Regions from separate parts of the Mus musculus genome. Here region 2 is linked to region 1. Evidence: chromatin contacts called from public promoter capture Hi-C data. All regions are on one chromosome and are shown on one strand. Each heading gives the region's core, a stretch centred on a gene start, on an enhancer-like site or on the middle of the called end of the contact. The rest is flanking DNA. Distances are from core to core; before and after follow the strand shown. Region 1 holds the start of Smap1 (small ArfGAP 1). Region 2 overlaps Col9a1 (collagen, type IX, alpha 1).

What was found. Promoter capture Hi-C pulls out the DNA fragments that hold promoters and counts their contacts.
Region 2: a promoter capture Hi-C map of second pharyngeal arch cranial neural crest shows a contact between it and region 1, with 2.8 times the contacts expected there. The contact joins the enhancer-like site here to the promoter of Smap1 in region 1. A contact is called at or near these places in 5 of 39 promoter capture datasets (cranial neural crest, frontonasal cranial neural crest, hippocampal neurons and 2 more), 9 of 484 Hi-C or Micro-C datasets (cerebellar granule neurons, cerebellum, cerebral cortex and 6 more) and 2 of 115 datasets of contacts at active chromatin or transcription factors (forebrain and pancreatic cancer cells).

Annotation. Positions count from the first base shown.
Region 1 is chr1:23,920,274-23,927,153 of GRCm38.p6, forward strand. It overlaps Smap1 (small ArfGAP 1), which reads right to left and starts at 2,108. Exons shown (of 10, transcript NM_028534.3): 1 at 1,765-2,108. The coding sequence starts at 1,882.
Region 2 is chr1:24,234,489-24,241,341 of GRCm38.p6, forward strand. Col9a1 (collagen, type IX, alpha 1) reads left to right here. Exons shown (of 38, transcript NM_007740.3): 34 at 2,637-2,783; 35 at 2,954-3,008; 36 at 4,719-4,907. Among named protein-coding and RNA genes, the nearest start is that of Col9a1, 60 kb to the left of the region's middle. Within about 2 kb of position 4,638, at least 5 of the 459 cell types and tissues checked have an H3K27ac peak or open chromatin away from gene starts, as enhancers often do. A contact at or near this core is called in second pharyngeal arch cranial neural crest, where this site is marked.

The DNA of each region.
Region 1 (6,880 bases), core at 858-3,357:
ATTTAGTGAAAATCTGAAAATCTGATTGCAGTACCCCTTTGGAGAAAGAAATTTGAATCTTTTAAGTTACTTCTATTCATGAAAGGAAATTATTGGCTTACATTGACTTACATAATTCTTTTACAAATGTGTATGAATTTTCATGTCTCTGTGCCATCTGCATGCCTGGTGGCTACAGGGGCCAGCAGAGGGCCTGGGACCTGCTGTTCCTAGAGTTACAGAGAGAGCTGCTATGTGGCTCGGGAGCAGCCGGTGTTCTGACCCTAGACCATCTCTGCAGCCCTGGATGCTCTTTAGCCACAGCTTCCCAGACCAGAGTCTTTACTTAACTGTGTTAGGACTCAAGGTGATGAAACATAAACTAACTCTGGCCCTTGTTCCTTTTCTTAGCTTCTAATAACCTATTTTTTTTAAGTGTTTTACAAGTAAAAAGATAAGAGAGTGACTGAGCTTCAATACAGAACACTATTTCCTAATAACCACATGCAAGAATCAAGTACCAAGCAAGCAAATAAATATTACTACAAAAATCAGGCATGCCTTTTCTTTTAAATGCCTTGCCTAAGGATTACATGGGATAACCTCACAGTCAAGTTACTATAATGCTGTAAAGTGCTTCATAAAAATCCCAATTAAAGTGTGTACATGTGATTTCGCCCAGTAAGGAAGTAGCTGTTATGACAGAGAGATGATGCTGATGTTATGAGACTTAATTTATTCACATATAACCCAGCCTACTGCAATGGACTCTTTTGCTCAGTGTTGAGAGAAAACAGTAAAAACTCTAGAAAAGTAGTTAAATAATGCAGAAATCTTAATCCTCGCTCACAATGGCTGTCTCTGCTCCCAGCAACTACCTATTTCCCAGAGAAAAATCAAATGTACATTTTCCTAACTACATAGAAGTAGGATTTTTAAATCTCCATTACTCTCCATGATATTACTTACATTAGAAATAAACCACATCTCCAAACAAAAACTATCAGCTAAAAATAATTTATCTATTTCAAAGGCTCAAGCAGAAACCTCCACCTGAACTAAAAATAGTGGGGTTTTTTTTTCTTCTTCTTCTTCTCAGTATCTTAAAATGCACCTTCCACATTTATGAAGTGGACAGACCAGTGTCCACAAATTCGCCAATGGGTCGTCTGGGGGAATCTAACGACTGAACTCTTTATGAACATAACACACTTTCCTTAGGACACTATAACATCCAGAATAAGAGAGTGTGAGTGTGTGTGTGTGTGTGTGTGTGTGTGTGTGTTATACATAGTATACACAAATAATGAAAACCCTATCTCGATTATGTTATGCAGTGACATCTCAAACCACCCCAAAACACTGTTCTTTTTCAGAAACAGAAGTAAACGCCCTGTGCAAGAGCTGTCAGGTGGGCAGGCAGGTAGGGCTCCATCTGGGACACCGCACCACTGGGGAAAGGGAGGACGACGCGATCTCGTGGGAGGAAGGGAGGGTCGCCAAGAGGACAGGGACCTAAGGGCGACTCCACCCACGGAGTCGCTGAGGCTGAGGCAGGAGGGCTCCCACAGCCCTATCAGCACCGCCCAGCCGGCGGCCCAAGGCGGTGGCAGCGGCGCGACGCCGGCTCCGAGCCGGAGGCTGAGGCCGCGACCTCCGTGCTAGCCGAGAGCCAGAGGCCGCCCGCCCTCCCGGGAGAGCCGGCGCGGACGAGACGCCGCGGAGGGTGGGAAGGTCACAGCCGCAGGAGGCCCCGGCCGAGCGGCCACCAAGCCCGCGCGCTACCTTTGGCCTCGCAGTCGGCGCAGTACTTGTTGTCCTCCTCCCTCAGCAGTTTGGACAGGATGAGCTGGTGCTGCTCGTTCAGCTTCTGAGCCTTCTCCCGACAGGAGCGTGTCGCCATGTCGGCGGCGGGGCGGCGGGCCCGGACGCGGGCGAGCGGACGGGCGGACGGCGCTGGCGAGGCCGGGCGGGCGAGGGCACCTGACGCCGCTGGGGCCGCGGACGGACTCGGCCCAGGAAGCGGCGGCAGCGGCGGTGGCGGCGGCGGCTGGAACCGGAGGAGGGGCGGCGGCGGCCGAGCCAGCGCCGACGTGTCCCGCCTCCTCGCCGGGCCCGCCGCACGCTCCGCCCGAGCCGGCGAGGGGCGGGGCGGGAAGAGCCGCCGCTTCCGGGAGGACGCAGCGCTGGGCGCTGCGCATGCGCCCAGCTGCCCGCGTGCCGGGAGACTCCCAAGGTGATTCCAGAGAAGCGTCTGACGCTCCCCGGGGCGAGATTCCCCACTCTTGACACCTGATCGTCGCTTGAAGCCTCTAGAGACCTGAAAGTGGAAGAATTTTTTTTTTTTACCGGGAAGCGACTTTCACAGTCTTTGCATTTTTCACAGTCTTTGCATTTGTGTACACAGCACTGGAAATGTCCAAATTATAGTTATATATATATAGTTATAATGGGTAGATGCATCCCATGTGTGTGCATCGGGAGTTTGGAAACGGTATACTAGAAGCGGATGGAATGAAATGGGGCTAAAAGTGTCTTACGTTTTAGAGGAAAATAGACATGTTTGGGGGGGAGAGGTAACGTAATAAACCCTACCTCCCTCAACAATATTGATAATCTCATATACAGGAAAATGAGGCAAAACAGTCAAGTCACTTGGCCATGCTACAAGTGGAAGAGTTAAAACCAGGCAATATACCCCGCCTAGGAAGAGGGAAAGTGATCAAAAAGTGAATTATTAAAGGGATGTCACTTTAAGAAATTGTGTGCTGCTAGGATCCCTTCCCTGGGAGAAACTTAAGCCTGTTCCTTCTCGTAAGATCCTAAAGACAAACTTAGGTATAATTCCAACAAAGTTCACCCAGGAGAACCAATGAGCTTATTAGGCTTAAAGAGCAACTGGTAAGGGGTATGGATAGGAGCATAGATGACCTTAGAATAGCCACACTGGAAGGTCTGCACATAGCAAGGATGATGGTCCTTAGGAACCTGACATGGAATTCCCTCCCTCCATCTTCCCCCAGGTATATCCTCTAGCCCCTCCCTGAGACCAGATACAAGCAGGGCAGAACCACATACAACAGTGACTGAATAGTGTGGTAGGGGTTCCCTTCCATAAGTCTCCATATACCCTCCCTATGGTGGAACATAAATAGTCAACAGGCCCAGCTGTGATGGTCCTTTGCAAGAAGGCCAAGCACAAGGCTTCTGAAACTGACAGTGTGTTTCAGAAGATGTTCCTACATAACACAATGTAAACGACATTCTTCCCTGCAAGGAAAGACAGTTTTAAAAAGGAAGACATTCTCGATGATAGCCCATCAGGTTTACTAAGGTTGAACTCAGTGAAACAGTTGGAGTGATTCGGCTTGCTGTGTAGTAAGTATGAGCAATACTATGTGTGGGCCTTATGTAAGTAGAATAAACATAGCCCTGGCCTGAGGTAGGAGAGATGCTAAGAATGGCAGGAAGCAGGATTCTCTGTGATACGCTCTACCTATCCCTCTTGGGCTTAAGATTCCAAAGACATAAAAGCGGATCATGGCAGGGAAGCATTGGCAGAGAGCAGAAGACACAGTCACTGGAGCAGAAGCTGGAGGCTATCTTGGAAGCAGAGCATGCTGGGAACACAGAAAGGCTTTACAACTCAAACCTTACACATGTGACATACTGCCTCGGCAAGGCCATGCCTCCTAAACTTACCCAAACAGTGTCACTAACTAGGGACCAATTATGCAAACATCTCAGCCTATGGGAGATAGTCTCATCAAACCACCACATTATGACAACAAGATGAGGCAGGAAACACCGAAAATGTAGTTTAGCAACCTGGAAGAGAGAGAGAGAGAGAGAGAGAGAGAGAGAGACTCCCTTTAAAAACAAAAGTTATTAATTCCTTAAGAGTTTCATACATACAATGCATTTTTATTGTATCTCCCACCACATACTCCTCCTCTACAACCCTATCTCAACCTAATGTCCTCTGATCTGAGGGGTGTGTGTGTGTGTGTGTGTGTTGCGGTTTTGAGGTTTGAGGTCACTAGATCGTTTTTTTTTTTTTTTTTTTTTTTTTTTTTTTTTTTGCACTGCCCACATATTCGTGGCTGTGGTGCTCTCCACTAGAACAGAGGTTCTTAACCTTCCTAGTAAAGCAACCCTTGAATATATTTCCTCATGTTGTGATGACCCCCACACACACCCATAAAATTATTTGTGTTGCTACTTTATAACTATAATTTTGCTACTTTTATGAGTCATAATGTAAATGTGGTGGTTTGAATATGTTTAGCCCGGGGAGGTGTGGCCTTGGTGGAGGAAGTTTGTCACTGTTGCAGTAGGCTTTGACCCTTTTCCTAGTTGCCTGGAAGTCAGTCTTCTACTGACTGCTTTTGGATCAAGATGTAGAACTCTTGGCTCCTTCTCCAGCACCATGTCTGCCTGGACACTGCCATGATTCCTGCCATGATAATAATGGACTGAACCTCCGAACCTGAAAGCCAGCCCCAATTAAATGTTGTCCCTTATAAGAGTTTCTTTGGTCATGATGTGTGACAGAATTTTTCCTGTCAAATCACACTAACAGGAGTGTGATGCAGAAGGCCAGTGATTGTACAGGGAAAGAGAGGAGAAGCTAAGAGTTGCAGAGACAGAGAGCTTCTATGGAGAGAAAAAGGGCCAAGATAGAAGCAGATAGACAGGAAGAAGAACCTGAAACAGCATGGCTTTAATTAGCCACTGGTAGTTATGATATCATAAAGGATAGAATAATTGGGATAATTTGTTTAATCTAGGTGGGCAGCTTTTATCATTATCAATTGGTTCTGAAATTATTGTATTGACATCTTACGAGTTGAGAATTTATTGATACATAAATCTGACTTGTTAATTATAAGCTTCCAGGGTTTTTATTTACTGGGTTACTGAAATGTGGGACCGTCAACTACAGGGGTTTATGGCAGAAAGGGAACTAATGGCTCCAGAGACAAGCAAACCAGAGCTGGGTACACAGTGGTCAATCCCTGCAGGGGCTAGCTAGAGACAGCTGGCAGGCAGTAGCATGGGAACTTTGCGGGTCTTTTATAATATTTCCCACAACAGGTGGTGAACCGACATGTTGGTTGGTTCCTCGTCTCAGCAATGGAAATCCTAACTAAGACAGTCTGGGTAAGGGCAGGGGACTATCCAGCTTGAACAAGTTTTCGGTACATGCACAATAAGGCAAACCATGTCTCTAAGTGAACTTTTAGGAAGAATCTCTTATTTAACATCTTATGCCAATGCATAATTGGGCATGCATATTAACATAATTGGTCGTATTATGGGAAGTGACATGTGCAGTGAGAAAAAGCCTACACAAACTTTATCCTTAGTAACAAAATCCTCTTCCTCTTGAATCCCATAAAAAAAAAAAGTTCAAATACTAACTGGAGCCCTTGAGGATCCTCATTCATGTGGCCCACTATTCTCATGCACTGTATTCTAATCAGTATTTCTATTGTTTTGCTTTTATTTAAGTGTCCTTGCTACTTTTTCAATTTTGTATAGGATTTTATTTCATTCCTGAATACCAGGCCAGGATCCTGGAAAGACCCATCCCAGAGCCTAACAAGCTGTCACAGAGATGCTCCGCACATCCAGAAATCAAAGCAGAAGCTGCACAGTTCTGAGAAATAACCAGGAGGACCTGGGAGTTTGTCTCAGTAAACAGAATGAAAACTGACTCAAGTTCCCAGGGAGGGAAATATCGAGGAAGAGATATATACACGAAAACATAAAAACTGTCAGGTAGCTTGGGGAGCATAGAGGAGCACAGGGGTGCCACATAGGGAGGAATGGGAGATGAGGTTGGATAGATAAAGTCTGGTAATATTAGGGAAGGCCTGGGAAGCCAGATAAAACAGTCCTATCTCAACACAGTGGGCAGTTGATTCCTCAGTTTAGATAGTAAATAAAAAGGGCCTTTGGGGAAAGTTAGTCTAGCACTAACCAGGTACAAAGTACTATTTTTAAGGTTTCTCTGCCCTCTAAAAACTCTGCCTAGCACTTTAAGTATTTAGAAGGCAGAAGACCTTCCAAATTCACCACGGGTGAATAACCCATATGGCCAAGCCAGCTTAGTCAGTCAACAGGTTCTCCAGCACAGGAGTGAGGATAAAAAAGAAAAAAGGCAGTTAGACAACACTGCATCATGACCCCAGCCAGTTCTGAGCCTGAGGCAGATTTATTTTTTCCGAATTTGCTTTTATACCATTTTAATTGCATGCAAGTAATAAGGTCAGTTCTAGGTTAAGAAACAAGCAAGACAATAAACTCAAATAGTTAAGGAACAAGCAAGGCAATAAACAAAGTCCCAAGATCACTGTTTCTAAGGGCTAATCAGGATTACCTGAGCCCACTTCCCTGTCCTAGCCCAAAGTAATATTCTTGCCTGAAGCCTACTTCTTTGTTCTTCCCTGAAATTAGATTCCTGCCTGAACTTACTTCCCTGTTCTGGCCTAAAATTAGATTCCTGCTTGAACTTACTTCCTTGTCCTGTCCCAAAGTCAGATTCCTGCCAAGGGGGCCCCAAAAGCTCTCCACACCCATAAGATAGACTGAAGGGGCCAATGATATAAAATTCATAGTGTGTACACAATGCTATATGTTCTTGTAGCTATATATAAAAGTGGGAAAAAGAAACATGATATTCAGGTTTTCACTTTAACAGCACATTCTAACATCAATGTGTCCATTTCAGCATGTGGAAACTATAAAAATAATTATAGAGATGTTTTAATCCTGGTTTTCACATTGTCATCAAGGTACAATGTATACTGTGTGTTTCTTTACACTGACAGTTCATTCGTATGTGGTATGAGCAAACTTCAAATACTCAAGTGAAATAAATGGGGACCTTATTGAA
Region 2 (6,853 bases), core at 3,388-5,887, 320 kb after region 1:
CTATCCATTTTCAGGACTTTTACACACTGTCATTTAACAGTTTCGGATTGGCTTTCTTTCTCTGTGAGAATTACTACCTCCTACTTATGCATCCAGCTGGTCCTCTATTTACCTTCTCCAGGGGCACCCACCCAAACCTGACTTCAGTGCCCAGATGCAGGCTGTGTATATACTAGCACATAGGTGGGAAAGCAGTGTGTTAACTTTTCTGCCTTTAAGCATCAAGTCTCAAGCAATGTTTATGTCCAAGAGTACTTGAAAGGAATGGTTTAAAGTTGCAACAAACATAAAGAATAAAACCTGATGTGTGTGGCGAGGGAAATCATATGTCACTATCTGGACATATTTGACAATGTTCAAGGGAAAGAATTCACACTGGAAAAGAAAAATTGATTGTAATGTAGTGACATGCACTGCATTCTGATTTGGATATATTAGGAATTAGCTGTTAATTCATTAACCCTCTTCTACCTCCTGCTATTGTGACACACTGTCCAAGTCATGCTGAGGAAGCTGAACTGTACTCTCCCAGAGTCAAGACAATCACTAACTAACACGGGAGCTTTCATTGATCCGTCTTCCGTCAGCTCAGATGAACTTGCTCAGTGGGAGGCGTCTGGAGCCGGATGTCTGTCCCAGTGCTCAGAGTGTCATGGAAAAACTCTTTCTGAGAGATCTGGGATCCCATGGCATCCTGATCTTTCCATCCAAGAGTACCTGTTCTTTTATATAATGACAGTGGTAGCCATTGCCACAAGGAGAGCATAACTCAACGTGGCCAGTACTTGAGCGCATTTCTCCGTTCAGTTGGGTGCCTCTCTGGGTTGTTTGAGAAGTCCTTAGAGTTTCTCACTGTGGGAACCTGACGTTTCCCCAGCCACGTTGGTGTCTCCTAAGCTCTCTTTGTTGATGCTGCTTTCCAGGAAGTCTTTTAAGTTGTAATTTCTGTGTAGAGGCAATCTTGTCAAGCTGACTTGGATGGATATAATTTTTTTTTCATCATAAAGCAAGATTGAGAAAGCTTGCGAAGCCTTGTTTGGCAGTATATTTTACTTCTTCCCTTGGACTGAAAACAGTTGAATATTTGAAAGAGGTGGCTTCACACAGATGCTGCACAGGAGAAAAAAGAGGCAGGACGAAGCCACCTGGTGAACAGTCTACACTTAAGAGAGACTTATCTTTGCCCAACTTCCTCCAGTCCTTGCACATTCTTATTGTGAGCAATGGTACATTGTAGCTGCTTTGCTATAAATTCTAATGAATTCTAGTGTCACAAAAGACTGGATTAATGCGTTCTCCTTTTAAAAGCAGTTATTTAAAGTATGATGACTTTAAAAATGCGTTTAGTGGACTACTTTCAGGGAAAGAAACCACCTAGTCCATCTTGTGGGCACACTTTTGTCCTGAGGAAGCGAGTGGCTTATTGGCTAACTTCTTTAATATTTAGGTTTTAATTTCCTTTATCACTTTAAACTGTAAAGTTGCCCCCTTTTTAGTGCTTCACTTTCAAGATAGTATGCTGAATGTACTGGCTTAGTCTATGTTAGCATTTTGTAATTCTTGGCTATAATTAGTGTCTTCAAGTTCACCAAAAACATCTTAGAAAAGCTGAATAACTTATATTCCTGACCTGTTGCAGTTTTATATTCAAATTGCATATCTTGGAGGAAATCTTTTACTTGGAGGAAGCCTTCTTATTGCTAGAAAATGCTATCAACCCCTACCAAAAAAAAAATTCTTCAATGACAGGCTGAAGAAATGGCTCAGGGGGTGAAAGGACTTGCCATGCAAAGGACATGATCTCAGATCAGATCTCCAAATGTCATGTAAAGCTGGCCACAGTAGAGCAAGTGTCTGCAGTCCCATCATGCCAATGGGAAACAGGAGGCAGAAACAGGGGACTCTCCAGAAACTCATGGGCCAGATGGCTTAGCTTATGAAGCAGCAAAAAGATCTTGTCTCAAAGAGAGAAGTGTGAGAGCAAACCCCTAAAGCAGAGGTTCTCAACCCGTGGCTCACCACCCCTGCATATCAGATATTTACATTATGACTCATAGCAATAAAAAGTTACCATTCCAAAGTAGTAATGGAAATGATTTTATGGTTGGAGGTCACCACAGCATGAGAAACAGTTAAAAGGTTGTAGCATTAGGAAGGTGAATAACACTTCCCCAAAAGTTGTCCTCTGACCTCTGTGTGTGTCCCCCAAACACACACACACACCAAACAAAATGAACAATCAACTCGCTTGGACTGGGCTGTAACTTGGTGGTAGAACATGTACTCAGGAGGGGCAAGGCCCAAAATCAGAATGAGAAAACTCAAACCACTGACTTGTTCTTATGAAATATGAAACAGCTTACAGTATAGCAAATGAGACCTTAAATATATCTTATTTCAATGGAGATTTCAAAATAATAAAAAAAATTTATAAGTTTTCTTACATTGGAATTCTAAGTGGCTGGTACCCATATTCAATGGTAATATGTGTTAGCACTTGAGATAACTTCTGAACGAGCACCACTTAGAAATACAAATTGTAGGAAACCTAAAATCCCACCTAAATATTTATATTGATGCTAAACAGAACTTTGCTGATGTCTAGCCCTGGTTTTATAGTATACTGTTTGTTCTAGGTGGGTAACCCCGGGGAGCCGGGTCTGAGGGGGCCTGAAGGAATCAGAGGGCTTCCTGGAGTGGAAGGACCAAGAGGACCACCTGGACCCCGGGGCATGCAGGGAGATCAGGGTGCCACTGGGCTGCCTGGTATCCAGGGCCCTCCGGTGAGTGGGCAGATACATCCCATGGTTTCCTATTGGTAGCCCCACCAATCTCAGCCAAGTGGAAAACTGTCTCATCAGCTGAGCCACCTGCTGTGATGTCTGTCTTTATAGTACAACAATGTCCTCTTTAAACTTGTAAGTATGACCTGCCTTTTTCTTTCTCATCCCAGGGCAGAGCGCCGACCGACCAGCACATCAAGCAGGTTTGCATGAGAGTCGTGCAAGGTAAATAAATTGCAGCGGGTTGAACATTCCCACTATCTGCTCTTGCTTTTTAAGCTTTTATTTCTGTAGGTGTGTAAGTAACAATCGCTTTAAAGGTGGGAGATGTTGAGTAATGTTAATACCATTTCTGTTTCACGAAAGTGTTCACACCCACAGCCTTACAATTAAAAACGACCTTTCTGTCTTAGCCTTCTCTCTACTATCCATCCAGGCCCGAGTCTGTGTCTCACTCACCCAATTCCAACAGGGAGGGTAACTTACAAAAGAAAAATGCATATGCAGACATATTTTCCCTTGCAACACAACTTCTCAGGTATCCCCCCTCTTTAGGTTGCTACTATTTAGTGTGTATCTGGCATTGTCCTCAGGCCTCTCCAAATCATGTGAGAACAAAGTGACAGTCAAATGCCCACAAGCCCACACACCCACATGCCCACTCGTTGTGGCTTAAGGACAGTATCTATACCCATGTAGTAGGTGAGTTTTAAAAAGCAACAACTAGAGGCTTTCCAGAAACGGTGATGTTTTCCCTCATTTGTTAATCTTATCTAAATTTATCTGCGGCTATGGAAGTCATTGTTCATATCACAGTTTGCCTAGTTATAAAACCACATAGAAAATGAATATGCACAAAAATATCCCCAAACTGAGGAGACACTATAACATCGTGACCCGCAACAGAAAACCCTCTTATGATGGCATAACTGTGTCTTGAAGAAACGCTTGTTTTTCATGTGCCAATAGTCCCGTTTGTCTAGCAGACTTGTAGAATTTTCTAGAACCGGATGAGAATGAAATGAATGTTTCTATATTTGGAAACCAATATAAATCTCTTCACTGCACATGCTCTCTGAGTTTTAAGCATTACTAACATATCTGCAAATTTATAATTCTGTGCTTACTAAGTTAAGGAATTCACAGTAGTCATATTTAAAGAGTTTTTTAAACTGTTGGATAAAAATGTGTTTCCCACTCAGGTTCCCTTTCACACCCTAAAGCTTTAAAAACAGTGTTGCACTAGAGCATTTGCCTCAGAGCATTTTAATGGGATGGATTTTCTTGCCTTCCACAGCTTCAGCTACTGATCCTGAATGTATGTGAGAAGCCCCCAGGGTTATTAAAACTTTAAGACAAACTGTGCCCATTCCCAAGGAAGGTTACTTTTAATGATTGTTATCTGTTCCAAGCATGAAAGTAAACTGGAGGGGAAGGATCTATTAGAAGCCATGGATTCTCATGATATTTCAGGCTATAGAATTGCTTTGAACTAAAAAGGCTTTTAGTTTTGATGCTTCGTCTCAAAGAGTGTCTGAACCCTAACTTTGAATGATGGGTTTTGAAAAGGTCCAAGACAACACTTCCACCTATGATAAGAACTCATTTTCTTTGACTTCTGTGGGTTTCACCTAGTACCAGATAGGATTCAGGGGCACTCCAAGTTACTGGACCACCATGCCTCTCAAAGCCCTGGAATTTAACCCTCTTGCCACCGTGTCTCAAAACAGCAGGGCCAGAGAGATCCAGGGCAAGCTCAGGAAAAGACACTCCGATGAAGCTTCCTGGTTGGAAGCCGGTGGAAAACACTAAGCTTCATTTCTTTCCTGATGCCACATTGATATAAAGGCCACTGGGCATATCATTTTCTTCATTCAAGCCAATGTTGTGATGGTGACTTATGGTTTTTTTGTTTGTTTGTTTATTGTCTTGCAGAGCATTTTGCGGAAATGGCAGCCAGCCTCAAGAGACCAGACACAGGAGCCTCTGGTCTTCCTGGGAGGCCTGGCCCCCCTGGGCCTCCGGGCCCCCCTGGAGAGAATGGTTTCCCTGGTCAGATGGGAATCCGTGGTCTCCCAGGCATTAAGGGTCCCCCTGGTGCTCTTGGCTTAAGAGGACCTAAAGGTAAGATTTTTTTTTAAGTTTTATTTTATTTTTAATTATGTGTATGTGTGTATGCATGTGGGGTTCCGGTGGAGTCCAGCAGAGGGCATCAAACCCTGCCCCTCTGAGCTGGAGTTGTGCATAAGTTTGTGAGTGATAGAAGCTAAACTCAGGCCTTTCACAACAGCGTATACTCTTTGTAATCGTGGAACCATCTCTCTGTCCCAAAAGTAAGCTATTTTGCCAGGTACAAGACACACACAGTGTTGGATTTCTTTAGTTGTGTGGTCTGCACCCAAGCTCAGAGAACCATGGAGAATTCTGAGAGTCTAAAGTTACTGTAGGGCTTTTCTTAAACCAGCAGCTAAAGATGTTTGTGTCTGTGAAACTAGTGTAGGTACAGGCCATATGAATGCTCATTATGTCAGGGATTAGCGGCATGGCCCCTCTCCTCTTTCAAAAGTTAGCATTATAGCTATGATTTTGATGGGCGTTTATTTTCAGCCCCAGGTTGCAATCCTACTTAACTCCTTCTTTCATTTTGGAGTCTGACCTCTTTCTTTTAAAGCAAGTCAAGTGCTGTATGCAGGCAAGTTTGCAAAACCGAAAGGAAACCTAGGTTTGTGAGAGAGCATGCAAGACATTCTGCAGAACCGACTGGGTGCCTCAGATGGCATTTGCCAGCTGCGGTGAGTTTGCCGGTGACGGTGTGTACATGCTCTGGATAATTTACGGAGAATTAAGTAAAGTGAGGGGTTTCTATGTTGAACTGACAGCTCTCTGGGGACCTTTAGAAAGATGTGACAAAAAACAAGAGACCCCCTTCACAACATTGTTTTAAACATTGTGGTGTTCCAATTAGGAATAAATGGTGTGAATGGTCAGGGTCAGAGGTCAAGTCAGCTGCCTCTTTGAATCTATAAATGAGCTGCCGATGTGGTTGGTTAACTACAACCTCAGTTGGAACAATTTATTTAATTACTTTTTTTTTTTTTTTTTGGCATGTGCAGAGTTGCGTGTTAAAAATGGTCTCTAATTGGGAGTCTTGTAAGGCTGGAGAGATGAAAGGGAGAGGGAAAGGGGTTGTCAGGAAGTGTCACGTGCCTGTTCATCTTTGACCTTTTTAGCTACTACTTCAGCACTCTGTGCCAGGTAACCCTATAAGTCGTGCTGACCACTCTGAAAACCATGATTAATAAAATGCACTGGTTTGGATGGGTTAATGAGTTGGTTGGACAACTTGTGCTCCTACCAGGGGCATCAAAATGGGGTCACAGAAATCACATCCCTGTTTTTGTTTTGCAAATCAGTATTTGGTTCAGATCTTGACTTTGTTCCAGCAAGGAAACTCTTCTCCAGCCAGCTTGAAGGTCTGTTTTCCTTGCTGTCCTGAAAGTCTACGGGGCCACCTCACTGAGCCTTCACTGTACAAGGAATCATCCTGAGAGTTTTATGAGCAATCCAGGTTATGGGCCCCATGTCGAGAGTTTTAGAATTAATTGGCCCAGGCTTCGGGGTCTTTCAATATCCCCCAGGTGGCTTTTAACATGTAGCCAGGATTGTAGCAGGATTCTAGCAGAAGAACCGCATCTAAGAAAAGTGTATTTCTGCATTTGGAACCTGGAAGAGACCTCTAGCACAGGATTCATTCATCAATTCCAGTGTTTCCTCCTGGTTCTTCTTTGGTATCCACAGCACAGTCTGTGCAGATACATCACCTTTCTCCCAAGGCTCCATCCCTCCTTCCTCTGTGGAGTCACTGAAATCCGCCTTTTCATAAAGGTCTCATAAAGCTTTCCTACTTCTGAAACCTGGATGGAGGCAGGCAGCATAACTGAATTTTCTTTATCCATTAACACTACAATCAATCTAGAAACACAATTCTAGGTAACTGACCTTGGCTATATCCTACCTCAGACAGGACAGAAATTATTAATGAAAACATCGTTTTTTATTATTCAGAAGTT